Linked DNA regions of Mus musculus: region 2 is linked to region 1. A link is a contact called in public HiChIP or PLAC-seq data. All regions are on one chromosome and are shown on one strand. The core of a region is the stretch at or near the end of the contact, and the rest is flanking DNA. Distances in the headings are between cores, read along the strand shown.

Region 1 (6,090 bases), core at 454-2,953:
CTGGAATTCATAGTTGTCCTCCTGCCTTGGCCTTGTAAGTGCTGATGTTAAAAAAGTGAGATGACCCTCCATCAAGGTGAGGCACTCTTGGTTTTGTTTCTTTGTTTCATTGATTGGTTTTTGAGACAGGGTTTCTCTGTATAGCCTTGCCTGTGCTGGAACTTGGATTTGTAGACCAGGCTGGCCTCCAACTCAAGGTGAGATGCTCTTAAAGCAACTAAAGAAAAGCTCCTAGAACTAATTTGTGAACCTAATAAAATTTCTAGATTTCTATCTAGCAACCAACAAATAGAAATCTAATTTAAGGCCAACAAGATAGATAGCTGAGAAGATAAAGATGCTTGCCACTAAATTGAATGGGCTGAGTTCCATCTCATGGTAAAGAGGGAACAGAACCCTGAAAGTTGTCCATCCGGTTGCACTCTTGTATGTATGCCCACGTGTACATACAAAATAAATGCAATAAATAACGTTGAATTTACAATGTCTTTTATGATAGCATCAAAAAGGATGAAACTAGTCTAGGCAGTGGTATTGCATCCCTTTAATCTCAGCACTTGGAAGGCAGAGACAGGCAGATCTCTGTGAGTTCAAGAGCCCCTGGTCTACAGGGCTAGTTCCAGAACAGTCAAGGCAACATAGAGAAACCTTACCTCAAAATACCAAACCAAATCATGAAAATGGGGCAAGGTGACTTAGCAGGTAAAGGTGCTTATTGCCTGATGATATATATCTGACAACCAGAGTTCAATTTCCCAAACTCATGAGGGTGAAAAGAAAGAATCCGCTCCATGAGTTATCCTCTGACTTCCACATTGGTGCCATGGCATGTGGGCACACACACATCTCACACGCTTATTATACACAGGCTAATAAATTTAAAATACTTAGTGAATAAATTTAATAAAAATATGTATAATATCTATGCACTGAAAAGTACAGTGTATTCCTGAAAGGTGGCGCACGCCTTTAATCCCAGCACTTGGGAGGCAAAGGCAGGCGGATTTCTGAGTTCAAGGCCAGCCTGGTCTACAGAGTGAGTTCTAGGACAGCCAGGGATACACAGAGAAACCCTGTCTCAAAAAACCAAAAAAAAAAAAAAAAAAAAAAAGGCCCAAATGTACTAGAGCATACATGTTAGAGACTTGATGTCAGTAAGTCATTTCTCCCTAAACAAGCCCTGTCATAGTCTCTGCATAATGAGTTCTAGGCCAGCCAAGACTACACTGCAATGGCTTATCTTAAAACAAAACCAAAAAAGAAAGAAAGAGGGCGTCTCTGCCAGGTCTGCACTGCTGCTTCCAACTGTCTCCTTGTGGCACGACCCTCGAGCCATGCTCTTCCCCCTGCGAGCGGCAGCGGGCTCCAAGGAGAGCGGCGGGCGCCGGGACAGAGGCGGCGCTTCCACCGCTGCCCCCCGACTGCTGTGACCCGCGTTCCACCCTGGGTCTCGGTGGACGCCCGGCCTCGCCGGCCATGTCGCCGGCCGTCCTACCGGCGCTCAAGCACCACGACTTCCTTCGGCGACCACCCGGCGGGGTGGCGGCGGCCAGGTCTCCACGGTGGCGGCCAGAGCAGAGGCTGCAGGAGCCCAGCTCCATGATGAAATTCTAGAACAACCAGACGCGGACATAGGACCGCGAGGGCTTCAAGAAGCGGGCGGCCTGCCTGTGCTTCCGCAGTGGGTAGGAGGATGAGGTGCAGTTGTTGAGTAGCAGTCCAGTGGATTGTCCCCAGAGGAGGGATGGTGCCAGAGGAGGAGCCTGGCACTGCTGCTTTGAGTGAAGTGTATGAAAAGGTTGGAGTCAAAGGAAAATTAGGCAGACTCCTAGGAATATTTGAGCAGATTCAAGACCAGAAGCACAGAACATATGTTTATGTTCTGACAGTTACTGAAATAATGGAAGACTGGGAATATAGGAAGAAAGAGAGAGTGGTTCAAAGTAAAAGATGCAATCAAGGTTCAGTCCACGCAGAGTATCTGGAAAAACTAAAGATGGGATGTTTTCGACCAATGGAAATTCCTCGGTCCCTTCCCTCCCAGATAACAATGCCTTGTTTGTGACTGCTGCACAGCCCTCTGGGGTGCCATCCAGTACACGGTAGAGGGTTGAGCCCCTCCCCCATCGTGTGGGGCTCTGCCACAGGAGAGGCTCTTTCACTTTTCTTCTAACACATCTGACTGCTGCTGGCAAACTCTGTATTTGCTATGCAGGGATTTCAAATAATTTGCATGTATTTCATCTGCTTTCAAGTCTTTTAAAATAAATAACAAAATAACAAAAATATTTTAAGATGCCAAAGACATGTGTAATTTTTTTAAAAGCCTTCATTGTACCCCATTACTTTGGTTTTCACTTTTATAACATTTTTAACATTTTCACTTTTGTCCACTTAACATTCTGTGCTTTATTTTGACAGATCAACTAGTTGTTTGGTATATTTTCTGCCCTAATTATTTTTTCTTGCAGTATCAAATAGGCACCAAATCTTTGTTGGAAATTAATGAAAAATTCTTAGTATTTAAAGAAATATATCACTCGGGAGGCAGAGGCAGGTGGATTTCTGAGTTCGAGGCCAGCCTGGTCTACAGAGTGAGTTCCAGGACAGCCAGGGCTATATAGAGAAACCCTGTCTCGAAAACAAGAAAGGAAGGAAGGAAGGAAGGAAGGAAGGAAGGAAGGAAGGAAGGAAGGAAGGAAGGAATGAATCTCCAAAACTTAAGTTTAAGAGCGTTGTATTCTCCTTTGTAAACTGCAGATTTGGCTGGTTTTGTATGGGCAGTCGCCTTTGACAAAGCACTTCAGCTTCCTATTTCCAAGAATTGTTCACAGCCAGAATTATGTCACAGTCAATGTACTATGACCGATTCCTCTCGGCCACAGTGATTTGATGTGAAAGAGTGAGCTGGGTTTTTTTAGGGAAAAGCTCAGCACAGCTCCTCCTGAAACTGTGTTTATAGAAATCTACTTAGCACATTCAGCTGCTACTTCCCTTCTTTGACATAGACAATCTTAGGGGCCACATTTCCCTCAATGGCGAGTGTTCTTTAAATATATTTTCAGTTTCTGATTTATTGACAACATTGTTTACCACAGGACTAGACTCTAACCTTGGGTGCCAGTCAGTGATCACTTTATCCCCTGGATAAAATGGCAGTTTTTTTGGCTGTTCTAGGCCTAAGACACTGTCTTGACTGTCAGTAAGCAACTTCTCAGTTAAGTTAGCTGTGGGGGAACTAGAACATTCGAGCCAAGAATTATTGTACCTCATCTTTGTGCTCACTCAAAATTGATCACCCCATAAAAGTACCTGTACTTCCTCCATGAAGTCCTGGAGGAAGTGACGGGGGAGGAGAGGAGGGAAAGATCTTTATCACTATTAGCCTTTTGTAAATACTCTAACTGGCAAGCATAAAACAGTAAAGTAGAGTTAAGACATTTGTTCTGTCACTTGTTAACCTTTAAGGTGTAATGCTGCTGCTGAAATGGGCGGGCCCTTGCCTGTAAGGAAAACTGTGCCGCTCTGAAAATGAGATAAGATCTTGGGCCACTGGTGCAGCAGAACTAAAAACATTAGCTTCCAAAGCAGAAGAACTCAGCCAGTAGTACTCATTCTAAATTATGTAGTGTAACCAAGCGTGATCATCCAGATCTTTTATATTTGTTTTGGTGCAGAGGTCATGTACTCCGGGTGTTTTAAAGAAACCCACAGGTTGACATTTTCTGTCTTTTTGTTTTCTCATGATTCTCTACAATCTCTCCATGTATTAAACACAACAGAGAAACTGGACTGTTTTGTATAATTCTTTGCTGCTTCCAGCAAATAAACCATCACAAGTGCTTACATGACACTCTCAGAGGTAATAATGCCTGGACCTATTTTATATGTAAAATATGTACAGTATTAATGTCAACCATCTCTTTAAAAGTTAGCCTATAAATATTGTTGTATAATTTCTTTAGTCAGAAACATTTGGACTAAGTCATGTCACCTGGGTCAGGATTTTCAGTGCCATTTAGCAAACTGTCTTTAGTCTATGCAAATAGCAAAGATTAACAGAATGTAACTGAATGTAGCTTCACTGTTAAATTTCACCTGTGGGTTCCTCATTATTCTTCTGGAATCCAGACTTGCAAGATATAAAGGAAATTGAATCTACTAGAGCTAGTATCTACCAGCCCAGCCACCTGTAGCGGGGAGACTGCTGTTCTTATTTGTGCAGTCGCTGAATAAAACGGAGCAGCCAAATTCTCCAGTTCCATGTGCCTCCTAACGTTTAAAAGAAAAGAGCAAAGTAACTTGTTAAAAATTGACTTGCAGAAAAGTAGAAACTGCTATGTGGTGGTGTAAAGAAATGGCATTTTCCCACTGAGTACAAGCCATCAGTTTTATCAGTCACACTGTATGAAGCAGCAAAGGTGGAGAGAAATGGGTATGTGTACAAGAATTGCTTTGCTTGTCTGAGATGTTTCATTCAAACTGTTGTAAGAATTGTAAGAATCTTGACTTTCTTTTTTACATTTGGAAACAGCAAATAAAATGGAACAAGAAAAGAAAAGAAAGAGAGAGACAGACAGACTTACTTGATTTGGAGCATCACTCAGTATATAGCTTGTGTTTAGCAAGTCCAGGGTCCTGGATTCAGGCCCCAGCAATAAGAAGCTTTTGCTATTTGAGAAGACCCGATTGAGCTGGGTATGTGGCTCATGCCTTTAATTCCAGCACTAGCAGTGCAGAGGCAGGTGGATCTCTCTGTACATTAGAAGCCAGCCTGGTCTACACAGCAAGCTCCAGGATGGATAGCCAGAGCTATATAATAGATTCTATCTCAAAAGCAAAAGCCCTATTAAGAAGTAAAAGCAAGCAGTAGGCTGGGAAACGTATTTACAAAACTTTTTTTTTTCTGGCATATGATTTATATCTAAAATCTTAACATTCTGTTCCACTTCAGTAATTAAGGTGACAGACAGCTTTAAAATGAACATTTGGATGGATAATTTACCACATGGGTATATAAACACTTTAAAGATGTTTAATGTCATTATCATTACAATAATACAGTTTAGCTCCATATGTTGGTCTATACTTAGATCATAGCTTCTAATTCCAGCACTTCAGAGGCCAATGCCTGAGGACCAACAGTCAAGGCCAGTCTGGTCTGAACAGAGAAACCATAGTGAGGTCTCGGATGTAGTTCAGTTGGTAGTTAGTGTGTGCAAAGCTCTGAGTTTGATCCTTAGGTCTAAGTGAAACAAAGGTGGGCAGCACCTGTCAGTGAGTCAGCACTCTGAGTATGTGGGCCACAAGTTTGAAGTTCAAGATTGGGTTAAGATGGATAGTGAGTTCAGGGTCAGGCAGTGTTAAAAATATAAGATAATAAAGTAAAACCACAATGAGAGCTCAAGATCTAGTTCAATCTTTGTCTGCTATGCCTTTGACCCTGGCTCCAGTCCCTCCCTTTGGAAAGGGACCCTTACACTGCTGAGGGAAAAGGTGCCTGATGCTTACAGGGGTCACAGCAGCTACATACATTCTTGGTAGGGTGTTGTGTGACAAAGTTTACTCCAGATAGGGATCCCACTACAGACCAAAGTCAGATGCCACTAAAGTCAAACTTGGTGAGCCAGTGAGTTTTATTGGGGTTTACTTAAAGCAGAAATGACTAAAAGACAGCTGCATCACCAAAGCCTACCCCAGCATGAGTGACAGCTCACAACACTGGCAACCTGGAGCACACTGCACAGCTTGCAGGCAGCTCAGTAGGTTGGAGTTGTCACAGTTCTGGGATCACTCAGAGATTTACCATGACCATGGATAAATTTTAATAAGAAGGGCTTTATTAAATACTGCCCTCATGACACCAGGACTGTAACTGAGAGCACTCCCAAGATGCAGCAGCTAGCCATATCAGCCCAGGGCATATAAAGGCGAAACCCACAAGATTACATGTATTCTGCCAGTGGATCGGCAGAGTCTTATTTTAACATCTTTATTTTGCAGTTATCCTAGTCATCTTTTTAGCAGAGTAATCAAGTTTAATTACAAAAGCAGAAATAGCAGTTAGTCTTATGACCTGTTATTTTGCAA
Region 2 (6,787 bases), core at 1,411-3,910, 330 kb before region 1:
AAGCACATGGAGCCTTTGTCAAAAGGAGGCGTCTGCTTCCCTAGGATTTTAAGCACCTTTATTCCTCCATAGTGTATCCAGGCAACAATGGCTCAATGGAGTCCCCAGTATCTCATGCTGAGCTCAAGGATATCCTTGCTTAGAGCCACCTGTTCTTTGTAGAGTTTCAACTTTGCTCTTGCTGTCAAATACTTTAAATTATGGAGGTCTTGCAGAGAGCATCCCCAAGGATACAAGGGGGATCAGAGGAGCCCCCAGTCAGCAGGAAACAAAGTCTGATTTCCTGTGGAGACTTCTCACAGCACCTAGAATAAACTAGGTTATTAGTGCTTGGAAAGATCCACAGTTCTCCAGAATGAGACCCTGGAGGTTTTAAAGCAAACCTGTGTTTCAGGAGCCCTATAACTGAGAGTTGGTATCAACCTTTTGTCTTGGATTTAGAACTGCTTCCTCCTATAGTGATCCCTGAGCTGGAACAATGCCGCTGTAGTCTCTTGATGAGAGGGTATGACTTGTTTCTGAAATGTAGGGATAAACCCTTTGAGTCAACAAATATAAACTGTTCCAAACGGCAAAAAGTGTCTAGAGCCTTAATGTAGACTTAGACACTCTTTCTAGCCCCAGGACACCACCCATTGGGTTCAGAAGCCAAAGTGTAGCCATGAGGAGAGGGGCACTGACTGTCATCCCTCTATACCACAGTCCAGGCCCTTCACCCTCTCAAGAGAAGAAGCCCTTCTGAAATGGCCCTCTGAAGCTGGCCCCAGTGTCTTATTCTGGGAGTGGCTACAACTTTAAGCATTTATTCTTGATTGCTACATCTCAAGAAAACCCCAAAGTGTTTACACAGGGAGGCCCCTATCTGCTGTGTATTACCTGTCTAATGTGTTCCTTTGGGGAAAAGAATGGGTCAGTGGGTGGGCACACCATCATGGCTTCTCCCTCCAGCCTCCTTATGGCCAGCAAGTTGCTTTTGTTACCCAATGTTGGTTTTCTAAACTGTACTAAAATGTGTTAGCACCTGTATTCACATTCAGGTCAAACAGGGCTGTGCTGACCCAACAAGATCATGTGTTAGGTCACTGAAAATCCACATAACCTTTTGTGATAGCAAAAGCTAGCTTCAAGTAAACTGACCTGTCCCCCTTTCTGTCCACTTTCCTCTCTTGCCCAAGGCTGCATGCTATATATCTAGCCTTTCCAGTAAAATCAGCCACTTGGATAGCCAGGATGGGTGGGACATGCAGAGGCTGAAAGCTGGAGTAGTGAAGATTCAGGGCTGTCCTGCCCACTAGAACAAAAATGTACCTCAGATTAACAATTTTTCAACTATTCATTTGAACATCTACTTTGTGTTCTGCATCATGTGACCATGATGAGGAAAATACACTCAAATTAGACACCATCTCTCTACCATGGGGGAATCTCAGAGCAGGAAGCTACACACCAGCAGATGGCGCTGTGTCACCCTTCAACTAAAGCTTGTACTCTGAGAAACTCTCCCTCTCCACTTTGAAAACCTAAAATCATGCCTTTTTTTTATTCCTGTGGGAAATTATAGATAAAACAGCACTAGGCCTGCTGTTTTATCTATAATTTTACAACCTTCTACCTGATGACACCAGGCCTGTGCGCTACCCTACACCTGTTTTGGCCTTTTTCTTTTCCCAACCCAACACAAGACCAGAATCCTATTTTAATATTTTAAAACCAATAATCCCATGCCAAATGAATAGATAGGACTCACCCTGAATTTGTTTGTGACTCGTTCATGTTGAGTGTGTGTTTGATCTCACCTTGATCTTGCCTCTTCCAATCACTGGGAGATTTTCTTACTAAAGACAAGTGTATTTTCTGTTTCAAACCCATAGGAGAGGAAACGAGGCTTCATTTGTTCCTTCCAGAAGGGCTGGGGGCCGTAGAGTTATTGAAAACACAGATGGTTCTGAAGAAGAAATGGACGCTCGGGACTCAGACTTCAATGGAACCAAAGCCAGTGAATAAATTCAGGATTGGACACCATGTCAGGGAAAACAGAACACTAAACGACAGCAGAGCCCAGCAGACTGCTTAGCACTTGTGTCCATTCGTTCTCAAGTCACAGAAATCACTCCACCCCTCACCAGGAGTCAACCACAGCCCTGCACAAAGGGTGTGAATTCAAGTTCTTAGATGGGCTATCAGAGAAAAATCCAAATAAGACGTACAGGTCAGGAGCCACAGTCACCAGCAACTTTGTTTACATGAAATGAGGAAGTTACATGAATGGGTGCCACAGCCCCCAACCCACTCCCAACCTTTCCCTGACCTGCCTGACCTTCCAGTTTGGGAGGAAATCCCGTTTGAAAATTCCCTTCCCTTTCCTGCCTGCCACACCTCAGACACACAGTTCACTTCGCCCAAGTGACTTTTTTAGTCATCTGAATTAAAAAAAGAAACACTGCTCCCAGAGCGAGCGGAGCAGAGCAATCACACTTATTTGCACCCATGGTCACTTTCACTAATAAAAGGTTGTAAGTCACGAGAAAGGAGTTGGCTCTTCTGTCCAGCTGTTGTCTTGGCAACTCGTTTAATCCTCTCAGTGATCCCACTACAAGAAAGTGTACACGAAGCCCAAATGAATTCTGTGTTTAGAACTGGGCCCTGTGTCCAAGCTGCACAAAGATCGCAGCATCCCCCAAACACAAAGTCCATGGTACTTCTGGACCCAAGCCTTTTGAGGGCAGCACATTCAACCAATATTTTAAGTACAAAGTTTCTTTCATCTGTTTAAATTGCAATACAGTATTTTGGCCTAGCAGAGGGGGTCAGCAGGACACCTCTATTAAGGCCAGACATGCAGTATTTAGGACTGCTGCTCACTACCCACAGTGCAGGCCTGATGACCTGAGTTTGATCCTTGGAATTCACATAAAGTTAGGTGTACTCTGACCACTACATGAGTGTTGGGGCATATACTCTCTCACGCACAAATAATGGACTTAAATACTTCAGATTTGTAGACCACATCTGCCTCTATAACACATTCATCTTCAAACAAAATGCGCAAAACCATTAAAAACAAAACAAAAAGCAAAAACCACTTAGGGCATGGTGGCCCATGTCCATAATCCTTGGGCTTGGAAGGCTGAGGCAGGGCTGACCATAACTCCAAGGCTATCTCACCCTACCCCCAACAACCATTTAAGAAAAGTGTTCTTAGCATGAAAACCCTACAGAAGCAGGCCAGGGCCCTTTAATTCTCCAACTACAGTGCTTAAGGGAGACAGGGAGACATGCTTGGCAAAAGTTCTAGCCATGCAAACTTTCCTAAAGCCCGACTCAACAGATTTAAAAAAAAAAGATAGGAAATACTGAAAAGCTGAAAAGCCAATCAATCCCCTGCCGATTGCTGCTATAGCTGGAATGACTGACAAACATTTCCCTGACATCACTGCTGAAAAGCTGACTTCAATAGAGATTTTTACAAATCAGATTCAGTGTGCAAGGTGCTTGCTTTGCAAGTATGAGGCTTTGAGTTCAGAGCCACAAAACCCAAATAAAAGCTGGGCATGGCGGCACACTTCTGTAACCCCACCCTGGAGGAAAACCTAACCTAACGGTGGATACAGGCTTAAAACTAAAGTGGAAAGAAGACAGACAGCACCCTCATAAAGGCAGAGGGGAGGGAGGAGATGGGGGCTGTGAGATGGGGGGGCTTGTGGAAGGGTAACTGGGAAGTGGGATATCATGAGATGTAAATGAATGGAATAAAAAAGGGGGAGGAGACACTAAACATCAATCTCTGTGCATATGTGTGCAAACCTGTTTATTTACATACGCCACACATACAACTGTTTACTTACATACACCACGCATACAGTTGTTTACTTACATATACCACACATACAGTTGTTTACTTACATATACCACACATACAGTTGTTTACTTACATACACCACACAGTTGTTTACTTACATACACCACACATACAGTTGTTTACTTACATACACCACACATACAATTGTTTACTTACATACACCACACATACAATTGAGGGAGACACCAGATGTTGGCTTGATTCCCATACATGTGTACTCGTTTCTACAAATCCACACAAACAACTACATATACAATGCACAAAACACTTTTTTTGTTCAATTATTTTATTACTTGGTTAAAAACAAACTTCATGGCCCTGTGCACAGACATGAAAGGACGCACATCTATTGAGCAGGGATTTCTTTTGGTTTTATTTTATTTCTTATAAAAAATAAAGTCCATCTTTCCCCAGGTTATTATGTCTAAGGAGAACAAATAGCCAGCAGCTTAAAATCACCTTGTAATGTCAGTAGCACACGAAAAGTTCTAGGTCCAACTCTAGGCCAGTTTTACCCATCAACTAGAAAATAAGTTAGTAGCCAGTGAAGGGTGCCAAGCTCTGGTATTAGTGTGCTTTTCTCATTGTGCACTGAAGTGTGGGGCAGCGCTACACCCCAGAGATGAGAGACGAGCTGGCATTTGCAGAGCCTGTGCTGGTCTTTCCACATCCCGAGGGCGCGTCTGGCGGTGAGCTCCATCTCCGGCTTTACCACCCTGGTTGCTCTATGGTGTCTGAATGAAGCCCAGCTGGCTGGATGAAGTTCTGTTCTTAGGGATGATGTAACAAAGGCCAGTGCAACGCAAGTTGTCCAGTGTCTTGATGCACATGCCACCCCAACATCAGGGAAGGGATCTCAAGAAAAACAGGAGTCAGGGTTTATCGATAGAGGATAGTCTCCCACTGACTTAAGAGGCAGACAGCGTTAAAGTGTCAAAGGTACATGACCATAGTTTAATAAAGCCTTTTTTTGCCTCTGTAATCTCCCAGTCCTAGATACAATTTGATCATGCTGTAAAAGCACCAGGAGAATGTTCCAGAAGACAGCTTCAGCTGGAAGCAGGCTGCAGAGAGCTCCTGAGCAAAACACCTCTGGAGGCCATTAAAACTCTAGGAAGCCAGTGGCATCATACGTTAGAGCTGCCTTGTGCGGGGTGTCTGTGTGTGTGTGAGCTCATTTCCATGACACACACTGCTAGGGACTGAGCCACATCACAGGGATGATGCCAAGGCCACCACCACCAGCCGTAGTCAGTTTAGGCTACACGGCACAAAGTGAACGCTGGTGATACTGGCTCTTATTTCTCAAACTACCTTGAAAATAAAGCGACTAAAAGCCGACTATAAAGTAAGGAAGACAGGGGAGGGCGCAGTTCTCATTGGTCCTAAAGCAAAAGCTTGACCACACCCTGGGCGGATGGTAGCGCTGGTGATGCTGGCTCTGAGGCTGGCTTCCCAAACTCCAAGCGTTTTCCTGACCTTCAGACAGAGCAAACCATATTTAATGGATGAGACAGCAGTACCCCAGTGGCTAGCACAGGGCCCCCAAGGTTCTAAGAGTGAAAGTCAAGAGCGGAACAAGTCTCACAGGGTCTCAATTTTCTCTCCTGTGAAATGAAGAAAACAACACTGGCCATCTGGTTTCCTGATTCCCAAGGCTACCGAAAGAGTTCCCAGTCTCAGAAGACCCTACAAAAGCATCTACTTCTTGGGTTGTGGAGTACTGAGAGTTGAATGCAGGAACTTGCTACTAGGCAACATTCCCAGCTCCTTGGATTTAAAAAAATAAAAAAAGAAATAAAAATCTGTTTTTTTTAGGCTGAAGAGATGGCTCAACAGGTAAAGATGCTTGTTGCTTAGCCTAACAATCCCAGCACCCACACAGTAGAAGGAAAGAACTGACTTTTGCAAGTTGTCCTCTGACCTTCACATGTACACTGTGGGAAACATACTTGTGCACATGTGCACACCCACCCAATAAATATAATTGAAAAAAAAATGTTATTTTAAATAAAAATTTTGACTGGGCATGGTGGTACGTATGCCTTTAATCCCAGCATACAAGGGACAAAGACAGGCAGCATACCCCAGGTTCTTCAAGTCCCCCTATCTGCCAGGGCTACACAGTGAGGCCTGGTCTCAAAAATAGATACATCTAAAGATCTGTGTTTAAAGGTCCAGAGCTAAGTGTACCATGGATCAATCCATTTCCCTCCTGCGCTTGCCTCACAGTTATCACACTGACGTGGCCTGGGGCCCAGGGCAATGCAGACTCCTTTCAGGGAACTCCTAGATCCAGAGACAGCTGCAAGCCTCTGTTTTTGAGAATCTGGTCTGGCAGGACTGATTCTTGAAGGGTGCACAGATTTAAAACTAAGGGCTTGGAGATAGCTCAGTTGGCAAAAGTACTTGCCTCACAGCATCAGGACCTGAGTTTGATTCCCCAATACCCATGTAAAAAGCCAGACATGATGGCTCATGCTTTTGATCTCAGCACTGAAGGGAGGCAGAGGCAAGTGGGTCCCTGGGGCTTAGTAGCATACTTGGTGAGTTCCATGCCACCGAGACTCTGTTGACACTTGGGGAACATTATTTAAAGTTGACCTTGGGACTCCACATATACAAGTACCTAGTATATCCCAACTCACAAAATGTTCTTGGTTAAGTGCAACTCCCAAACAAGGGATTTGAACAGGGCCTCCTCACAGCGCAAACACCATTACATACACAACTCTCTACTTGTCTTCCTGCCCAAATTCAGACATCATCGTATTTGCCCTCAAGCGAGAAGCTTATTCAAGGCCAGCCTGGGCTACAGAGGGAGTCTCTGTCTCATGAAAAGGAAGGCTAAGGTTTGCTGAAATAATCCTACAGCCTTAAAATGAGAGACTAGGTCAGGTTGGGGCTACTGTCTGATCTAGAGCAGCC

What was found. HiChIP or PLAC-seq counts read pairs in DNA pulled down with a chosen protein or histone mark.
Region 2: an Esrrb HiChIP or PLAC-seq map of embryonic stem cells shows a contact between it and region 1, with 7 times the contacts expected there. The contact joins two enhancer-like sites. A contact is called at or near these places in 1 of 15 datasets of contacts at CTCF or cohesin (the NIH/3T3 cell line), 1 of 484 Hi-C or Micro-C datasets (bone marrow-derived macrophages), 3 of 115 datasets of contacts at active chromatin or transcription factors (all in embryonic stem cells) and 4 of 9 other capture datasets (adipose tissue, embryonic stem cells, liver and 1 more).

Annotation. Positions count from the first base shown.
Region 1 is chr16:13,863,609-13,869,698 of GRCm38.p6, reverse strand. The region is part of intron 8 of Pdxdc1 (pyridoxal-dependent decarboxylase domain containing 1); the gene reads left to right. It also overlaps the pseudogene Gm19150. Among named protein-coding and RNA genes, the nearest start is that of Pdxdc1, 36 kb to the left of the region's middle. Within about 2 kb of position 1,703, at least 98 of the 459 cell types and tissues checked have an H3K27ac peak or open chromatin away from gene starts, as enhancers often do. A contact at or near this core is called in embryonic stem cells and liver, where this site is marked.
Region 2 is chr16:14,190,269-14,197,055 of GRCm38.p6, reverse strand. It overlaps Myh11 (myosin, heavy polypeptide 11, smooth muscle), which reads left to right. Exons shown (of 41, transcript NM_001161775.1): 41 at 1,872-2,529. The coding sequence ends at 2,004. Nde1 (nudE neurodevelopment protein 1) reads right to left here. Exons shown (of 9, transcript NM_023317.2): 9 at 4,128-5,338. The coding sequence ends at 5,245. Among named protein-coding and RNA genes, the nearest start is that of Nde1, 30 kb to the right of the region's middle. Within about 2 kb of position 2,660, at least 17 of the 459 cell types and tissues checked have an H3K27ac peak or open chromatin away from gene starts, as enhancers often do. A contact at or near this core is called in embryonic stem cells and liver, where this site is marked.